Linked DNA regions of Sus scrofa: region 1 is linked to region 2. A link is a contact called in public HiChIP or PLAC-seq data. All regions are on one chromosome and are shown on one strand. The core of a region is the stretch at or near the end of the contact, and the rest is flanking DNA. Distances in the headings are between cores, read along the strand shown.

Region 1 (4,472 bases), core at 550-3,049, 220 kb before region 2:
CTGAGCTGGTGAATGTTTTTAGAATAACACAAACATTAAGATTTTACTACCAGAGAAATTATAGTTAAAAAAATAGTTGCACACCTCACTATTTAAAAAGGTAATTCTCAGTCATGTTTTGAATTCATTTTCTAACAATGGCTTACAAGTAAAGTAACCAGAGTGACACAGATATTAAAAAAAAACCACTAAATGAAACTTTTCTAGGGAACTTTGTGCAAAGGAAACCATTAAACCATTAAACTATCACATGTGGCTTATGTTTTTTTTTTCGTTTGTTTGTTCCCCCAAATCACTTTAAATTCCAGAGATCTAGTGTCAGGTTCTTCTCTTTTACACTTGACTGCCATCAAACCTAAGAAGCTACAATACTTTAGTATAAATGCTACAATCATCTCCTCTGGCCACTCTTACTCTGTTGGGTCTGTATGAACATTCCAGACAGGTCTCTCCAGGTTCCTGTAAGTGTGCTTAGTCCCTCTGAAACCCATGTATCCTGCACAATATGTAGATGGCTTGGTGCACACATACTCCCTATTCTGTCTCTTCCTATCCTGCTCTTCCCCCAGAAATTTTCTATATTATCTTAATTTTTGTCAACATGCATTTAGTTTTATTTCAATTATTGCAACACATGAGATTCCACATCTATAGTATTGATGAATTCCTTCTTTTTAAAGACTGGAAGCACAACTTGTAACTGAGAAGAATTAAAGAACTTCTCAAATTCTGCATTCACAAAAACCTTATTCAATGTATTTTTGCAGTTTCATTATAGGAGAGAAAAAAATACTTTCCATTCACTGTGAGACAATCTCATTTATGAAAAGAATAGAAACAATGTGTCCGGACATTTTCCCTCTGTTCCAACATAAAAGCAAAAAAAAAAAAAAAAGCAACTTAATCTCAGGAAAAACTGAGTATCAGACACATGTCTTTTTCTGTAGTTAAAAAGAACCTATTTAGGTCTTAAATAGTCAAATATAAACAGCGGTTCAGAGAATACTGAAAAAGAAGGAAGATCTCTTGTATTGGCTGCATCCTACTAGGTCTAAACACACATGTTCAACATAAAACATCTCCACAAATAGGTGGTGATTTCTGGCCAATAACATTAAGCCACCGCCATTCAGAGTTTGCAGGCAAAAGCTTCTTTTAACCTTTAGAACACTGCTGGCCCATAGTAGCGCTAAATTAGTGTCAGCTAACTAAGATCCCACTTCTACTGCTACGGACCCTGCTAATAGCCACTGCTGCTATTAGTTAAGGTGACTGAGTCCACTCTTCAGTCTTGTGCAGCCCTCGATTCAAGAAAACCCTATTTTACACTCGCGAACTACCCCAAAATGCCCGTGTGTCTTAAGACTGTGGTTTCTGTGTGGGGCGGGGCTGATAGAGAACCAGCATCGAGCTCCCACTTAGCTTTCAGGGCTGCAACTTACAGCCCAACACCCTCCCGCCGACCAAAACGTCTCGAGTGAAGACTGGACTGTAGTGGGCATCATTTTCCTAGCCTCGCAGTTCCACCTCACACTTAAGTGTGCAGTAAAGGTATGAAATAGTATATATACCCTTTCCTTGGCTTCTGGGCCGTGATGAGGGGCTGCTGAGCCACTGAGCTCTGTCCCCTTTTCCCGCTGGCCGTGGACCCAGCTGGAAACCGTTTCTCGTGGCGAGAACAGTCGCCAATCCGAGGGAAAGCCCAACGCCTTCCAGGACAGCACCAGCGTAGCATGGGCGCCGCCATTGCCGCGCCAAGGTCCTGGTCAGGTGACACAGCCGCCCTCTGCCGCAAGGCTGTCTGGGAAGCGTAGTTCTGGAAATGGATCAAATGTTATAGGCTCAGACCGGAAGACTACTATTCCCAGGAGCACTGCGATTCAAAAGCTTCCGGAACCGGGCGGGGAGGGGACGGAAGGGAGGAAGAAATAGAGAAGACAGGGGGAGGGTTTATGGGTCGGAAGGTGTGACTCCTCCTAGTGGGGAGTTGGAGAGCTTTGTATCTCTGAGCACCTGTTTGAGTGAGAACAGGTGGTGCCAAAGCACTAAAGTTGAGAAAGCTGGTGAGGATTTTATACCCCAGTTAACCTTTGGGGCTGAAGTAAATGACCTTGACATCTCCGGGAAGACTTTCCAAACCCCCCAAACCCACTGAGTTATTTTTTTCTGTTTACTTTTCCACTTCACATACTAATCTGTACATTCCTGCAACAATTACTTATTTGCATGCCTACTAGTTGGGCTGCACCCCACAGGCTTACAAGCCCGGTGCTTGCCAAGCTTCAGGACAGAATGCAGAGCTGAGAGTCAGCAACAGAGATATCAATGGTTTAATGGATGGGGGAGCTTACCCATTTGAAGCAAGGTCCTGGAGCGACACCCCACCGTGTGTGGTGATGTGGCCAGCCAACTTCACTCCTAGAGGGAAGGGAGATTGCCAGTTATAGGGAAAATTACCACAGATTGGATCATTAGTTACCAGGGAAACTGGCCGAGGGGCACGCCCCTCACTGTGCCTTTGATAAGAACAATCACCAGCTGGAGCCTGGGGAGAGTATGTAGGAAGTTCAGTCCTGTGAGTGGGTGTGGATGAAGCAGGCACTGGTCGGCAGGGGATGTATAGAGAGTAAGAGGACAACCATCTTGAGTGGCCTGACCATACACACTACTCTATGCCAGGCACAGTTCTTAGAATTCAGCAGTGAGCAAGGTGGTTATGGCCTCTGTGCTCATGGAGCTTACATACTTGGCAGATGAGATGACAGAAAAGTGAACAAAAATAGTATACTTTCACAAAAGAAGGGTTATATTTCAGCATGTTACCAGAAAGATGTTACCGGAATCCAGGTTCTTGTTCACAGAGCTAAAGAATGAACTTCACGAACACACAGGCAGCAAGCAAGCAATCAAAAGTCTTTATTACAGGAAAGCAAACAGCTCCCAGCACAGACACTGGGAAGGGGAGGAAGAGTCCCCCTTTCTATTGTTCTATGGAGGTTTTTATCTCTTAAAGACAGGGGTACCAATGTGGGGTCCAGATACCAGTTCTTTTTCCCATTAGCCTTGCCCAGTTTACCTATATCAGGCCTCATCCCATAGGCACTTGAGAGTTAGAGTATGCTCCATAAGTTTTATGGTTCCTTTCTTCCTCTCTCCCCTAAACTGAGAGTCACCATTCCTCTCATTCCTCTTCTACCAGTTGAGGAGATTAAGGTCCACCTGTACATATAACAGATACACTCCCTGTAGTAAACAAGGCCTGTGGAGATGTTACTCTCTGGAACCCTTAAGTCACGGATGTTAATCAATGACCATGTCAAAGAATATATTGAAGCCCATGTTCCTACACTAACTACCTGAATTATTCTGCCTCGAGCAGAGGTGCTCGGAGACAAACAGACCTAGATTAAAGCTTCAGGTACATATTAACTTAATCATTTTATTCTTGGCCAGCATTTGAAACACTTTCCTTATAAATGAGGAAATCTTGATAGCAGATACCATCATTCCAGCAGACTTTTGTTTTCCTGCTTCAAGACTCATCCCTTTCCTGGAGTTCCCATTATGGCTCAGTGGGTTGAGAACCTGACACGGTGTCTGTGAGGATGCTGGTTTAATCCCTGGACTCGTTCAGTGCGTTAAGGATCTGGCATTGCCACAAGCTGCGGGGTAAGTCATAGATGGGGCTTGGATCCTGAGTTCCTGTGGCTGTGGTATATTCCTCAGCTGAAGCTCTGATTCAACCCCTAGCCCAGGAACTTCCATATGCCGCAGCTGTGACCATAAAAAGCAAAAAAAAAAAAAAAAAAAAAAAAGGAGACAAAACAACAACAAAACAAACTCATCCCCTTCCTGAAACTCCCACAGATTTCTTGTATTTGAACACACAATTTAAAATAGCCATTTGACCATTCTCTATTACATCACCCTATTTAATACTCTCCTTAGTGCTTATGACTATCTGATATTTATCGTCTGTCTCCACAAGCTCCTTGAGAATGGGGAATTGATGGGCTTTATTCAGCACAGTATTACCAGAGTCCAAGCAGATCCCTCAAAAATATTTGTTGAATGAAGGAGTGCGGTGTGAAGAATGCATTTGACAAGAGATGGAGTAGGATGCCCTTTGGAGTAGTAGTTGTGTAGGAGGTAGATGATGAAATAGTGTGGTGGTGGAAAGGAATTGACAGAGAGAAACTGACCTCTCTGAGATATATTAAGAGGTAAGATTGAAGGACTTGGTGATGGATTGGATACAATGGTGGAAGACGAGTTGGGGGTCAGGTAACTCCTAAATTTTTGGCTTGTACAACTGGATGGCTGATGAATGTATGGAGATAAGGAAACTAGAAAAGACACAGGTTTGCAGCAAAATATGACTTTGGTTGCCTTGGGGACATATAAGACAAGAAGTCAAATAAGCATCACTGATGCCTAACTGAGTATGGAGCAGGGGGAAAAGCTGCATACTT
Region 2 (4,075 bases), core at 642-3,141:
CTCAACACACACACATGTATATATACTTCTTCATGCGCTCCTTCTCTAATGTCAGGGCAGAATGACAATGAGTCCCAGGGAAACCTGAGAAATGTGTTGAAAATGGCAAAGCTTCCATGAGCCTGGGTCCCTGAACGACTATGTGGAGGGAACAAATCTGCTGACTTATTCACCTGCCCTGTACAGTTACAACATCAACAAGAAATGTATTTCTGTGGTATATGAGCCAGTATGTATTTTCTAGGTCTATTAATTATAGCGATTAACCCACCTTATCTAATCCAAGGGAAGAAATCAATGTGTCCAAATAATTCAACATTATGAGCAGAGGTATGAGAAAAAGGAAGTAGCCAAGGTTCAAAACCAGAATGATTTTGCAGCGAAAGCCTTGAACTGGGAACAGCATCTTAATCTTAAAGAGGCATAGTGGGCAAGGACATTGAAATTGCGCAAAAAAAATTCTCTTTAGTTTAAAATTATGTTTCTCAATGTGTTCATAGGTATTAGGCATCAAATTAGTTGGAATAACTTGTAAACAAAACTTTACAGATTTCTTCCTCACAGAAGTTTCCAGAGACCTTGATGTTCCACTATGTCCTGGATCAAAGCTTCTTCAAGCCTTCCAATGACTGCCCATTCTAATCATAAAAGCCAAAGTCCTTCTGTAGTTTATGAGACATTACACACCCATCTCTGCCTTTTCTTCAACCTTACCTCACGCTGTGATCAGGAGAGTTCAGACATGGAATGATTTGTTCATCACTGTAGCCCTGGCACTTAGGAAATAAACTTTGAAAGCACTTCCCATACTTGTTTAAGCGAGGAATTCTAATTTAAAGAGCATCCTGGAGACTGGTATGCGATGGGACACATTTTGAAAATGCTGGTTTAGAGAGAGCCCTAAATCTTACCCTGTAACTTCATATGGATTCAAATATACATACAAATAGAGGGAAGAAATGTAGCTCATCTTATGGGCACGGGGGATAAAGAAGTACTCTTTGCTGCTACATGGAAGAAAGACTTTGGGAGCAGCTTGACAACCAGTTTCCTAAATTGAATGGAAGATGAAGGGCTAGACTCTTCACGCCTTCCTTGCTTCTTTCCTCATCTGCCAAGATATTGATGAGGAGTGTTTTTGCCAGGTCAAAGAATTCCCACTGGGCTTAGTGGCCAAGTGTCAACAGCACTTAGCTGATTTAATCTCTGGTAATTCATCAAAGATCAGACCTGCCATTTGATGTTGAACCAATTTAGTGATTATCAGTGGCTTTGCTTATGGTGAAGCAGGGCAGGCTCCGCTTTGGTGAGCCCCTACTTTCCTTTTCCACATTTCCACAGCTTCCTCCCCTCCTCCAAAGTTGATAGGGCTCACCTTCCCCAGGCATTATCCTGCAGGGAGTTTGGCATTTGCTGAGAAGTCAAGTGAGTTTCAGCATCACTACCATCCATCGGGCACTGGCTGCTCACTCCCTCTGGGACTCTGCAGACTCTACGTCTCCACATAGCAACCCCTCGTGAGGCTGGCATCTTAAGGTCAAAGAAATGAGGGAATGGAGCAGTTAATCATGTGCAACTCCCTTCTGTTAATAAACAGTGTAAATGGGACAGAATTCATCATTTGCTTTTGGAGACACAAAGGTTAAGTGCTTCGTCCCACCCTACAAATCAAGACACTGTCAGAGCCCAGAATGGAACAGGGAGAACTGGCAGGCTCCTTTCAACCCACCCATGCCCCCTCTCCCCACAGGAGTGCTGGTTGGCTAAACTACCTCCATTGTGGGAAGTCAGCAAATGGCAGTTAAAGGAAAGCTCGAAGCACCCAGAGCAACTGATAGATGTTTGTGGTTAAAACTACGAGAGTCCAAGTAGAAACGTTCAGTCAACAGATTCCAATCTTGCCGCATTGAAAGGCAAGTCTGACTCGCTGAATTTCATTCCATCCAGACGATAAAACAAATGAGTGCCATTTAAGGTAAGGGTTTCAAAATTCTCCAATAGTATAGACTCATTTACTTTTAATTTCCAGGCTTGTTAAATAAGGCAGAATGCCATCTCATCACATCTGAAAGTAGTCTGGGCAAGATCTAAAGAAAAATATTTCCTGGACATTATTCTTTATATGACTTTGTCTTCAAGTGCCAAGGAGCAGAGAAAAATAGAAAAAACGGCACAGGATTTCTCACTGTGGCGCAGTGGGTTAAGGATCTGGTTGCTGTGGCTGTGGCATGGGTCGCAGCTGTGGCTCAGATTCAATCCCTGGCACAGGAACTTCCATGTGCTGTGGGTGTGGCCCCCCCAAAACCAAAACCAAAACCAAACAAACAACCCAAGATGGTGTTAGTTGCTGTCAGCCTCCTCCTCTACCCCTAGTTCATTTCTTTTCTAGTAAATTGGGATCTCCTGGAGGGGACAGGGCTTGGCACAAGGCAGGTGCTCAACAAATGTTTCCTCATTGGAGGATTTGATAATTAGAAATATAACCTTAAATGCCTTCCCTAAGAATAGCGGGCTGGAAGTTTTATCTTTCCTGCATAATTTTACCTGTGAGTCTTAGACGTTCCTGTTAGTAGATCCTTCAGTTGTGCATCTGAGAGTCCGCTAATGACTCTTCGGAATGACATGATAGAGTCTTATAAATTTAATAGAGAAAAAAAAACTGTTACGAATTCCTCTGGACCATTGTTTCAAATTGTATTTGCACGCAGTGTATCATATTAGCAAAACCGTGCACAGTGTTAGTGAGTTTCTGTCCATTAGTGAGAGGTCCTAGGCGAGCCACGCACCCAGAGAAGAACGGTGAAGTAAGTCGATGCTACTACAGACTTGTTTTAAGCTGCAAAGATGGAGGAAAGAATGTTCCTAGATGTGTGATTGCATGATTTATAATCCTCTCAGTCCTGAGAAGCAAATTAAAGCCTAGCAGATGGTTCTCTGAAGCCCTGTAATGCCGTTTGTCTGTAGCTATAGTTACATGTTTTAAGAGTCGGAAACATCTTAGCGAAATTGTTATTGAATTATAGAGCTTCTCCCAGACTCAGAGAGGCTTCTCCACCCAAAGGCTGCTCCACCCAGAAGCGCTGGCCAGAGAGGGGGGGTGGGTGATGCTGAGTCAGAGGCAGTGCGCCCTGCCAGCTCACTTCCTGACAAAGTATTTTCCCAGCTGCCTGAGGCCTCCCTGCCCAGGCCGGTCTTGCCTCAAGGGACAAACCTCCCAAGCAGCCTTGGTCCCATTTGATGGGAAATGGGGAGTGACAGATCCCTCTAGAAAGAACTTCTGGGAGGAGAAATGTGTTTGTTGGTTTTATTAAGAGAACCATCCCAGGCCCTGGAACAGTGTTGGCACACAGTAGGCACAGCATAAGAGTTTGTTGAGTGATGAGTGACTAAAAGATTCTGACAGTCTTGGGGGGGTGCCTCGCAATTGTTGAGAGTTCCCCATGCACGGAGGACCTGGGCCTGAGTGCTGAAGGGTGTACGTCTGCTCCTCTCTCCCCACCGGGCACTCCAGCGGGACCTTGCCTGGATTCCCAGTCGAGTTCCTCTCCCCTGATGAAGGGCCTTTTCAGCCCCCTGAGAAGGTAGTTGGCTTCTCTGTGGCTGGAGATGAGATGGCTGCTGTTGGCTGCGCCTACTCACTGGATTTGCATATTCCACGATCTGATCTGGGCTTCTGCTGTAGAGTATAACAGCCCGGTCCTGGTCCTTCCTCAAAGCCCTGCAGTCCTGAGCTATAACAAGTTCCGAGAGAAAATAAGAGTCCACGGATGCCCTGGCGCTGAAGTAATGAGGTCCTCCGAGAGCATTCGGGCTGCATCCATAACTGCACACTGGCGCTGTATCTTTACATCCTTTGGTATATGTTTCTGATTCAGGCCTCCTCGCTTGAAGCATAAAATCCCAAGCCCCAGACACTTCCACTTCTCCTTTTCCCTGGTGCTGTGCAGACGAGAGCCTTTGGTGATGACCCAGGGTCATTTTAATCAAAATAAAAGACATCTCTTATTATGATGGCTTTGCTGACAAATAATTAAGATGAATTACTAGCATCTCCTGGCCCCAGCTGCCTCATTGG

The links. HiChIP or PLAC-seq counts read pairs in DNA pulled down with a chosen protein or histone mark.
Region 1: an H3K27ac HiChIP or PLAC-seq map of alveolar macrophages shows a contact between it and region 2. The contact joins two enhancer-like sites. A contact is called at or near these places in 1 of 47 Hi-C or Micro-C datasets (embryonic fibroblasts) and 1 of 2 datasets of contacts at active chromatin or transcription factors (alveolar macrophages).

What each region holds. Positions count from the first base shown.
Region 1 is chr8:77,235,263-77,239,734 of Sscrofa11.1, reverse strand. It overlaps GATB (glutamyl-tRNA(Gln) amidotransferase subunit B, mitochondrial), which reads right to left. Exons shown (of 15, transcript XM_021101518.1): 2 at 2,352-2,418; 3 at 1,572-1,816. The coding sequence starts at 1,747. Among named protein-coding and RNA genes, the nearest start is that of GATB, 15 kb to the right of the region's middle. Within about 2 kb of position 1,799, at least 52 of the 83 cell types and tissues checked have an H3K27ac peak or open chromatin away from gene starts, as enhancers often do. A contact at or near this core is called in alveolar macrophages and embryonic fibroblasts, where this site is marked.
Region 2 is chr8:77,014,132-77,018,206 of Sscrofa11.1, reverse strand. No RefSeq gene overlaps it. Among named protein-coding and RNA genes, the nearest start is that of GATB, 210 kb to the left of the region's middle. Within about 2 kb of position 1,891, at least 17 of the 83 cell types and tissues checked have an H3K27ac peak or open chromatin away from gene starts, as enhancers often do. A contact at or near this core is called in alveolar macrophages and embryonic fibroblasts, where this site is marked.